Linked DNA regions of Cricetulus griseus: region 2 is linked to region 1. Evidence: chromatin contacts called from public Hi-C data. All regions are on one chromosome and are shown on one strand. The core of a region is the stretch at or near the end of the contact, and the rest is flanking DNA. Distances in the headings are between cores, read along the strand shown. Region 1 holds the start of Dusp5 (dual specificity protein phosphatase 5). Region 2 has its middle 50 kb from the start of Dusp5.

Region 1 (5,649 bases), core at 2,161-4,660:
GCCATCAGATAGGCCCTGAGTGCGGCAGGAGTGTTAACACCCTGTGTCAGGCTGGGGGAGGGAGAGCTGAGCTGTGGCTGCATCTGTGTGGAGGGGAAGGATCCTTGTACAGGGACGGAGGAGAAAAGACGGCTCCATGGCATCTGGATTTGTTGTTTATGTGAGACAGGGTCTCACTATGTAGACTCCCAGCCTCCTATCTGCCTCTGCTTCCCAAGCACTAGGATTAAAGGTGTGCACCACCACCCCCAGTGGAATTTGGGTTTTTATCTGTCTGCCATGGAAGGTTTTGAGGCAGAGCAGGTGGGCTCTCTGTTCAAATTCATTCTTAAAACCAGACTAGAGATAATCCCAGCACTTGGGAGTCAGAGGCAGGTGGATCTCTGAGTTCAAAGCCAGCCTGGTCTACAGGCTCCAAAGCAATACAGAGAAACCCTGGCTTAAAAAAAAAAAAAAAAAAAAAAAAAAAAAAAAAAAAAACACCAAAAATCTGTCCAGAGGATAAGAGCTCCAAAAGGCTTAGAAAGTGGGACACAGAATGCTAGTCCTGTGAGGGCTGGGGAGGGCAGTAGTGACCCAGCTCTGCACAGCATCAGCCTTGTCATTTATGGGATTCAACTGCAAAACAAAAACATGGGGTTCCTGTACAAATCTTAAATATTCCAAAATGACAGCACAGGATGAAAACTCTGGGGCAAGCTTTTAGATGCAAGGTTGTGTGGGGCAACAAGCGATGCTAGTGAAGCCAGCCCCAGTGGATAAGATCTAAATGTCTTAATTATTTTTAAATTTTAAGAATGGGACAAGTTTTCATTGAATACAGTACAAGAAGGCAAATGGGCTGGGCAGTACGAAGAGCAACACCTGCAGCTTAAGGCCAGGGGGCAACGGTGACAGGATGTCTTCTTACACTAGGATGTGCAGCCTCGGGGCATGTAATTCACTCCACTGGAGGGAGGGTAGTTCAGACTGGCTGATGTGAACTCTAGGACCTTAGTGTGAGCCACTATGAATTTAACTTCCAGCTGAGCAATCTCTGCTGTGCAAATCAGAGCATTAATGAGTGAGGGTCGAAGGGCTCTAGACTGCAGCTCTGTGGTGACATTCCAGCCTGGCCTGGTCTTTATCACAATCTTCAGGGCAGCCTACAGCTTTGTGGGGAGAAAGTGCACCCAAGATATGTATTCATGGGCTGAGGAGATGGTGGGTGAAGAAGGCTCAGATCCTGAGTTTGATCTCTAGGTTCTACATGGTGGAAGGAAAGGTTCTCTTACACACACACATACAAACCAAGGAAGGCAAGAAATAGAAGAGCAATAAAATACAAACAAAACCATGTAGTTACAGAAGCCAATATTGGTAATCCAGGAAAGCTGCAAATAGCTTGGTTTTTCCCTCCCTATCAGGAAGTGGGTAAAAATGAAAGGAATGGAACTGACCAAGCAGATGATAAGTGAGACCCTGCCTCAACAACAAAAATGATAATAATAAATACAATTAACAAACCATACAGTAAACAACGTAACCAAAAATCAGGGAAAGGAAATGAACCAAAGAGAAGAAAAAAAACAGGGCTCATGCCATCCCTGGGGAGACAAGGACAGGCAGGGAGTTTGCCATGTGCACTACAAGACTTTCTCCTTGTCCGAGAAAGCACAGAAGCCTCGTGTCTTAATACTGAGCTTGTCCCTGAGCTGAGCTTCTGCAGTCATCATTGGCGCACCTCCAGCACATAGTATGCTGGGTTGTTTGGGTTTTTTTTTTTTGTTTCTTTGGTTGTTCTATTGTTTCCTTAACATCACGTGTTTTCTTTTCATTCTTGGAAGTTTGTCCTAGCTCTCATCTCAGAGAAACTTCCTCTAGCTTCCACCCCACCATGGAGTGAATCCTGCGTACAGTGGTGTTCCATACACCTCACAGAGTCTAGCCCCTGTGTCTTCGCTGGAATGAAATGCCTAGGGGGTGGAGACCGATGGTTACTCAGACAGAACCCTCCTGATGAAGAGCCGGTTATGGGGAAGCTGCAGCAGATAACCCCAGACAACAAAACCCACCTATGGCATCAGGGGGACCGCAGTCAGGGCTAGGCCGGCATCTTTTGTTTACTTATTTTGTTTTTTTAGACAGGTCTATGGCCTTGGTTTCTCAGCTCTTCCCCCACCCCACGCCTGCTGGGATCACAGGCCAGTCACTGTGTACTCAGGACTTTTGACTGAACACTGCTATCTATGGTCCTGATGCAATGCCAGCTATTACTGTTGTTGGGGTCGATTGATTTGATCTCGGAAATTGATTTCTGCTTTCTCTTAAAAATCCCACCCCCTTATGTCTGTTGTAAATAAACTTCCCTCTAATGGACAGATGTTTTTTTCACCAAAAGATTAACAGTAAAATGGTTCGTTGGCAATGGGTTTGGAGGCAGAGACGCGTTTGCAGCTCACGTGTCCTGGTGGCTAGCAGAGCCCTCAATAAATACTTGCAGAGGGGACAAATCACACCTAGCTTTCCGGGAATGGAGGCAGCCAGCATGAAACTCGGGAGAGAATGGCGGGGGTAGACAGCCTGGGATTACACTGATCCACCATAATCCTGCCCAAATCCAGAAGCCACCTGGACAAGTTTAGTGGACTGAGCCCCTCTGTTGGATCCATGTGGACCCTGCTGCTAATGAGTTCAAGACAGGCGTCCCGGAACAACAGAACAGCTCCTAAATTGGTGTATTGTACTTGCTTATTTGTTTTTTGAAACGGTCTCATTAGCTCTGGCGCTATACCGTTCTTATCTACGGAGAGAAACACAAGCGGGGCCGTCCATCCTTCTGAGGCAGAATCCGTTTGATTCTGCTGTCTCTCCCGTCTCACCCACTTCCAACTTCCCCCTTTGGGTTGTGTGTTTACTTTCAGAAACTTTTTATTAAGGAAAATCAGGACACAGCAAAAGTGGAGAGAGAGGACGTGCTAGAAGCCTCCAGCATTAAGATCCCCAAGCCATGCACCGCCTCGGGTCATCTCAGACGCTGCCTCCTGACTCCCGGAATCCGAATCCATTCGGGATGCACCCGGGGGAGGCCCCCGGGTACCACGGGGCGGCCCGGGGTCGGGCTCGAACCGGGTTTGCTTCCTCCTCTTCCCGCACAGCGTGGGTCACCTCGGCCCACCGGGTGATGTGTGAGTGAGACTCTCCGCGCCGGGCCCCCGAGAGAGGCAGCGGCAGGCGCCCGCCACTTCCTCTTTCTCGCTCTGACTAAGCCTGCATCCCGCTCGCGGGGCGGAGGCGGGTGCCCGCAGCCCCGCCCAGGGGCGTGGCCGGCGCCGAGGGGGCGGGGAAACACCCATATTTGGCCTTATATGGGCAGTCACGTCACAGGACGCGCACTCATTCACATAAAACGCTGCGCTGCCGGCGGAATCCCCGGCTTTCTGGGGCGGCGAGTGGCGGGGCCGGGGCACCGAGCCTCGCGGGCCGGGGAGAGCGTCGCGCCGACCCTCGCGCCGGGCTCCCTTCGCCAGGCCACAGCCCCGCACGCCGGCCTTGGGCCGCTGGGTGGCGGCGGCGGCATGAAGGTCACGTCGCTCGACGGGCGCCAGCTGCGCAAAATGCTCCGCAAGGAGGCCGAGGCGCGCTGCGTGGTGCTCGACTGCCGGCCCTACCTGGCCTTCGCCGCGTCGAGCGTGCGCGGCTCGCTCAACGTCAACCTCAACTCGGTGGTGCTGCGGCGGGCCCGGGGCGGCGCGGTGTCGGCGCGCTACGTGCTGCCCGACGAGGCGGCGCGCGCCCGGCTGCTGCAGGAGGGCGGCGGCGGCGTGGCGGCCGTGGTCGTGCTGGACCAGGGCAGCCGCCACTGGCAGAAGCTGCGCGAGGAGAGCGCCGCGCGCGTCGTGCTCACTTCGCTGCTGGCCTGCCTGCCCGCCGGCCCGCGGGTCTACTTCCTTAAAGGTGAGCTCGCCCGGGAGCCGCGGGCCCCCTGCCACCCGCCCCGCTCCCCCGGCACCCTGCGCCGGGGACACCGCGGTCCCCAGGCTCCCCTCGCCGCGCGGCGCAGGGAGAAAGTCGCAACTCGAGGGAGTGTGCACCCCGGGGTTTCGCGTGCGCCTGGGAGGTCCTTGCAAGCGTCAGCGTCCGGGGCTTCCTGCTCCCCACCCAGGCGCCTTTCCTCGAAAGCGTCTGGCAACCTGTCCGTCCTGCGGGCCGGGTGGGCTGGGAAGGTGCTGCGGGCGGTGTTCCTTAGCAGTTCCGGGGGCCGAGGGCTCGTGCTGGGCCCTGGCGCCGCTTGCAGACTACGGGGGTCCGAGTCTTTCTTAACAAGATCTGGCGCGATCGAACAAGTCGAGACCCTCCCCCGGGCCAGTGGCGCCGCGGTGTCCCCTTTCTTCCCGCCTAGACAATTACCGTGCGTTAGGCTGTGTCTTGGTGGGCCTCTTGCCTTTTTGACCCGGGCAAGTCCCTCCCCTTCCTCTCGCTTTATTGCTTTTTATTGTTTTCCTGCAGCCTCCTTCTCCCATCCTTGGCCTTTCTCGAGCTTAAAGCTTAATTTGGAGCTGACAGCTTTCCCGTCCCTTTCCCGGTCCCTTCCCCAGCAGGGGATTGTCCCCGGGACTGACTGCCTCAGTTAGAGACTTGCCAGCTGGCCAGCCCAGTTAGGAGAGGTGCCGCAGGGGCAGTGAGATATGCAGGAGATTCTGTGGCCTTTGGTTTTAGGCCTTCAAGGGCGGCCTCCGGGCCCAACCATTTCACCTGCTGGGGAGATAACTTTGGCTTCCGGTTGTGGGTGGGTGATTTACTCTCAAACCCCACATCCCCACATCATTGATTTCTGGGTCATTTCCTGTGACTGATCCTGCCGTCTAACCTCATAAGTGTGGGAGCCCTGGCCTGGGTGCAGAGGTGATTAGGGCCCCAGAGCCGGGTTGACAGAACACCTTGTGCAGGAACCCTAGTGTGGCTCAGAATTCAGATGCAGTGAATGGAAGACTCTTTCAAAGCCTTGCGACTTTGAATTTCACACACTGCAGGCCAGGAAGATTCCAGAGGCTGGTCAGTAGCTCCCTATCTGTTAACACCTCTTGCTAACTGTCCCTTCTTGATCCCATTGGGAGATAACAGGGGTGGATGACAGCTGCAGGGTGTGACAGGGTGGCCTTCTCTGAGCTCTGCAGAAGTCTCTCTTTTGAAAAATGAAGGGACATATAGCCAGGTGAAAATGAATACACAAAGTGTGTATAAGGAAATGTATGTCTTCCTCACACCCTAACACCTAGCTCCTCTCCCCAGTAACAAATCCGTCTATTTCCCTATCCTGCCTCTTTGACCCTGCTAGATCTTGGGAGACACCATGTTCTTGATAGCCTGGTGATGGCCGTGAGGTTGTTCCAGCCTGGCTGTGTGAATGAAAGGGTGGATGTCCTTGTAAGGAGCTCTGGCGTGTGCAGTCTTGTCTTTCATTCAAACCATGAAAACTCCAAGATCAAAAGTGGTGTGCGTTTGAGGATTTCGGTAGAAATTGCTACCCAGATAACACTGCTGAAGTTCAAACTGCTGCAGAGAATTCCTTTATCTTAGGTAGCACATGTCCAGGTGGGCATTTGGGGTTTGACCTGCTGGCATCCAGATGATGGTGCTAGGCCTGTCACACTTCCTACAGTCCCCTCT
Region 2 (5,649 bases), core at 2,236-4,735, 49 kb before region 1:
GTTCTTGTGAGAGTATGTGTGTGGAGGAAGGCGCACACGTCCGCACACACCGCCACAGAGACTTTCAAGAGTGGCTCCTCTACTTCCACTGTTAGTTCTGAGGACTGAACTCAGGACACCAGGCTTGCAGGCTTACCCGCTGGGCCATCTTACTAGCCCCGTAGGCCCTTGTTTCACTTCTGCCCTGGGCCCAACAGACTGGATGAAACAAAAAATGAACCACCCAGGCTGAATAAACTTCTGTGTCTCATGAAACCCAATTGTTGTCTGGCCTTTCAAGAAAGCAAGAGAACAAGAAAGCCAGATTCTTCCGATGGCTGGCTGGCATGGTCCAGAAGCCCTTGCTACTGTAACCTTTTCACCCTTTAATCTTTACAAAATGTAGCCAGATGCCAACCATCCAGTTCTCTATTGTTCTGTCCTCCCGCCCCAGCCCTACAAGGAAGGTATCTTGCAGATGAGCAATGTGGTCTTTGTTTCTGCTTCTTCAGCCATGCTATCTACGAGCCCAGTCTGCCAGTTTGTGGAATCAAGTGTCACCTGATTCTAGAATCACAAAGACAAGCCAGTCAAGATCTTTAAAGTTGCTGTCATCTAGTCCTTTGAAGTTGGGCTATAAGTCCAGCTCTGAGGTGCGAAGGGCTGTCCCTGGCCTCACTATGTCATATTCCCTCAGACAGGGGCTGAAGTGTCCTCTAAGACAGCATCAAGAGCTCAGCACACTAAGAAACTTGTTATGTAAGGGCAAGGTGTATGCTGGTGAGCTCACCAGGAAACATTTCTGGCAGAGGAGTGTCACGCTGTCGGAGGGACAGGTAGTCCAGGCCCCGAGGCTTGCTCATTCCTAAGGGGGTGGTTTTTCTAGAGAGGCTCAGGGTTTGCTGGCAAGGGAGAGAGTCCAGTTCCTTCCTCCTACACAAATTCCTTCCTTGGGAGCTCTGGATTCAACTTAGGCCTTGTGGGGAGAGAGGACAATGCCTGGGTGTTGAGTAGCAACAGAGTCAGAGGAGGCCCAGGGCTCTGTTCTGATGTGTGGGTGGGTGTTTGGTTGTCCCAGGTCTGAAGGAGCACTCCCAGTCTTGAGAACTTCTAGGATGATAGTAGAGGCAAAGCATACATTTGGATTGGAAATGCCCGAGGTCCTCTGGAGGCGCCCCTGTTTCTGGAGCCAAGGGAACCTGAGCTCTTCCAGTCATAGTATCTCCCTTAATCATCTCCACTCTGGAGAAGAGGCTGGGATGGGTTGGACAAGACACACACAGGGTCGGCACTGTGAGGATGGACAGGAACCAGAATCTGTCCACTGGGCTCTTTCAGGTGGTGAAGCAGACACCTCGGAGTGTCTTGAAGCCCTGGAAGGAGTTCCCTTGCCTCTTCACGCAATTCAAATGCAGATACCTCTGGGAATTGAAACCCCTCATACATACCCAGGGCGTGTATCTTCTGCAATGTCCCTATGCCATGCAGCCATGGCACTGGGATCTCCAGGCAGTGTGCCTTATGGTCACAGGGTCCCAGCACCCACCTACCCCCATTCTGATTTTTCCACCCTGGAGCTCACTGATGCTTTCCATCTCTCTTCTTGTTCTTGTCTTCACAGCAACCTGGGGCAGATACTGGAGAGAATCAATGGCCCACATTTTAAAAATTAACAAACTAAGCCAGAGAAGTAGAGCGACTCACTGTGCTGTCTCCGGGTCTAGTCATTGCCTAACTTAATGCAAGTGCGCACGCATGCACACAGACACAGACACAGACACAGACACACAGACACACAGATACACACACACACACACACACACACACACACACGCACACACGCACGCACGCACGCACGCACGCACGCACGCACGCACGCGCACACACACACGCGCATCATCCATAAAGACAGGTCAGCCTTCTTGTTTCGCAATTGGATTTTTCTGGCCATTTTCCAATGCCCACTGAGCAAACCTTTCATGTGTCCCCAAACACACCCTACACTGTAACCACATGAGACCACCTGCTGTTCCTATCACACTTCAGTGACTTCCCTCAAGCTGTATCCTCTGGTATGTGTTCTTATCCCTTCTCAGAAATGTCAAAATTGGACTTAACCCACCTGAGTCCAGCTCAAAGGCTGTCATCTTCTGGGGTCCAGCACTTCGGTACCTTTTCTCTGCACCTGCTGGGGGCTTTGCTTTTATCTTTCCTGATGCTTCCAGTCCATTCTGCCCCAAGCTAGTCAGTCTCCTCAGGGTCTAGGAGCATTTTCAGAAACCCAAACCAGGATGTCAACTTAGTCACTTTCTCCTATGACTTTGGGGAGCAACTTGACTTTTCCTGGCTGTAAAACTGGGGTGGCACCTCTTTTACCAGACTGAGTGAGGACTGTGCCTCAGGTCCACACTGGGAGAATAATGAAGAAATGTTTGTGAGAGGAGCTGTTTGGGACCAGGTGTGGTTGAGTCCACTGAGCCCGGAAACTCAGTGCTCCTCATTTTACCTCCTCCCCAAATGCCTAATACCCACCCAGAGAAATTGGATTGTTGGGGGAGTGTGTGTGTGTGTGTGTGTGTGTGTGCATCCCTGCTTGTCTGAAACTTGTGTTCTGCCTTTGCCTTCAGAGGTGGAGATTATAGGTGTATACCACCATGCCCAGCTTGCTGTTGAGCTTAAAGGCAGCTAAGCCTTGGAGTCATAGGTAACCTGTTGCATCAGATCCCCTTGATCAGCTTGCAGAAATGCACCTTGCTGAGCCCCACCCTACACCTTCTGAATCAGATTTCCATCCATGAGGCCAAGGAAGTTGCATTTAAAAATTAGATATATATATATATTGGATTTTATGTGTGTGAGTATTTTGCCTGCATGTGTGTATGTACATGCCTGGTGTCTTAGGAGCTCAGAGGAACTGGCATGAGATTCCCTGGAACTGGAGTTACAAGTGGTTGCTAGTAGATGAATTCTGGTCCTTTGCAAAAATAAGTGCTTGTAATCGCTGGACCAGCCCAGGAACTACCGTCTCCTCCTCCTCCTCCTCCTCCTCCTCCTCCTCCTCCTCCTCTTCCTCCTCCTTCTCTTCTTCCTCCTCCTCCTCCTTGTTTTGAGGCAGAGTTTCTCTGTGTAACAGGCTGTCCTGGAACTCATTTTGTAGATCATGCTGGCCTCAAACTCACAGGGATCCACCTTTGCCTCCTGAGTGCTGGGATTAAAGGCGTGTGCCACTACAGCCCAGCGGAATCTTCATTTTTAAACAAGTCTGGAAGGAGGGAGCTGAGGCAACAGCTCTAGTCACACTGGGCAGCAGGAAACACAGAAAGCAACTGAGATGGGAACAGGAGAACCGTGCCTTCGTCTTTGTTCGAGTGTGATGGAGGTGAACGTGGAGAGTAACAACACCAATAAAGAGTTCTGCTTCCGCTCCTCTCCCTGCTTCTCTTAGAGCCTTGGCCCAAGAGTGGATATAGAGCCAATCAGTAACCAGACTGGTTTCCGGATTCACTCCTGGCTCTGTCTCCAGCCAGTGATACTCAGCAAATATTTGTTGAACCAACTGAACTCCCAAGTGGCCAGCTCTGACCGAAGACCCAGAATCCAGCCTGCTGCCCTAGATTCCAACACCTGCTTTTCCTCTGGGCCTGGGTGTGGCCACACAGAACCAATCAGATTGCTTAACTTTTTTGGGGGGGGGAGCAGGAAGAATGTACAGACCAGGGGGTTATGTTATGAAGAAAGAAAGCTGGGGACAGGAGTAAAAATCTCAGGGACACTTCTCTCTCAGCAACACAGCTGGATGTCAGCCGTCAAGGGTTCACTGTACTGAGAGCAGACCATGTTTTTCTGAGCTCTGTCACGGTATCTGAACCCCAGCCTCACCTAGCAGAAAACTTCAGTTTGAAAGGTGCATGCTCAGGCCACCCAGCCTCCGAGCAATGGAGTTCAGATTTCAGGGTGACAGCATTTGCTTGAAGCAGCAGAATGGTTCCGTTGCATGGCTGTAGCTGAAAAATCGCCGGGTTGGCCCCATTTTTCTTCTCCTTTTGCCTCCTAATGTTTGCAGCCTGATGATCCCAGAAATTTGATCTTAAGAATCACAGCTAATAATTAGTGAGAGCCTACACATCTGGCAATGAAAGCCCCTGGCTACTGGGGACAACAGACTAGGAAACAAGTAATTATAAGACACGGCCTGGGAGTGCCTGGGAACAACCCCCACCCCAGACCCTGGGGGTCAGCAGGAAGGGGAAGAGGCCTCTGGAGACACGGAGTCTGAATGGAAGGTGGATGGACAGAGGGAAGAGTGGGAGTGAGCCGGGGAGGCTTTAGATAAAAGGAAGAAAGAAGTCCTCACACAGGGCAGGGGAAGTGAACACAGAGGCCATCCCTAACCAAAAGCTATTGGCAACTGACACCTGCCAGGAAAGGGAAAATCTGTTTTCTCCAGTGGAGTGTCACTGGGTATATCAACCCTACACCAGGGCAGGCCCCATGCCCAGGAGTCACAAATAAAGACTCCATATTTTTGCACACTTTTTGTTTTGATCTTGTTATTTTTTGTCTTCTGGGCCTACTTGTTTTTAGTTTGTTTTCCTTGTTGTTTGGGGGAGAGAGAGAGAAGGGATGAAGTTGGGTCGGTAGGGAGGTAGGGAATACCTAGAAAGGTTTGGGAGAAGGGAAAGAAATGTGATCAAAATATATTCTTTGAAACAAATAAAAGAAAAGCAAACAAGAACTAGTTTTATTTGTGGAAGGGGTGAAAAAGCTTAAGACTACCTGCCACTGAAGGGGGTTCACATGAAAGACCCTCATGACGGAAGAGGGGAGGGCTAAACTCAGGGTTGGTAACCCATGTAAGGAGGCCAGTTTTGATCTTAATGTGTAGAAGCATCCGGGGGTAGATTTACAAGATGGGTGAGCAGAGACTGGCTTGAGTGGGTCTGTCAGCTCATCTGCCATTGGGTGAGTAACAGGAAGGGGACTAGAGGCAGAATCTAGAGAGGACTCTGGGAAGAATCTCTAGATGGGAGACGAGGGACACCTGAACCTGTGTGACAGTGGGAGGACACAGAAGGAGGTGGTGTGCACAGGACTTGGTGATTGACAGGGTAAGTAGAGCAGGGTTGAACCACATCCTCAGGGTTAGTCATGCTTAGGATTGTCATGACAAATACCTGAGACACGGCTGAAAGGGAGGAATTTGTTCTGCCCAGAGTTTTAGAGATCTGAGTCTGTGGCTGCGGGTCTGTGATGCCGCAGACCCTCGTGGTGGCAAGAGGAATGCTCGTGGGCAGGAGATAGAGTGTCAGAATGGGCTGCGGGTGGGGCATGTCTTTCCACAGCATGCCTCAGAGCCTCCTTCTTCCCTTACCCCCACCCCCCGCCCCACTGGATCCATTGACGAAGGCCAAGCCCTGTCCAAAGTATTAGCCTGAACTAAGCTTTAAAACACGAGCCCCTACAGGGAGTTTTTCCTATCCAAGCCACAGCACGCACCCGCAAAGTCACAAATTAGAGTGCCAATCTGCAGTTCCCCCCAACACCACTGTGTGTGCGCTGGCAGTGCTTTAAAGCAAGGTTCAAATCAGGCTGTTAGTGGGCTCTAACCCAATCCACCTGTTGGTCTCATAGGTGGGAGTTTGATCGCAGAGACACCAGGCACACTCGTGT

The links. A called contact is a pair of places that touch in the nucleus more often than the background predicts.
Region 2: a contact with region 1 is called in a Hi-C map of the CHK-Q cell line, with 2.1 times the contacts expected there. The contact joins the enhancer-like site here to the promoter of Dusp5 in region 1.

The regions. Positions count from the first base shown.
Region 1 is chr3:8,031,264-8,036,912 of CriGri-PICRH-1.0, reverse strand. It overlaps Dusp5 (dual specificity protein phosphatase 5), which reads left to right and starts at 3,410. Exons shown (of 4, transcript XM_027407024.2): 1 at 3,410-3,936. The coding sequence starts at 3,558.
Region 2 is chr3:8,080,182-8,085,830 of CriGri-PICRH-1.0, reverse strand. No RefSeq gene overlaps it. Among named protein-coding and RNA genes, the nearest start is that of Dusp5, 50 kb to the right of the region's middle. Within about 2 kb of position 3,485, at least 1 of the 6 cell types and tissues checked has open chromatin away from gene starts, as enhancers often do.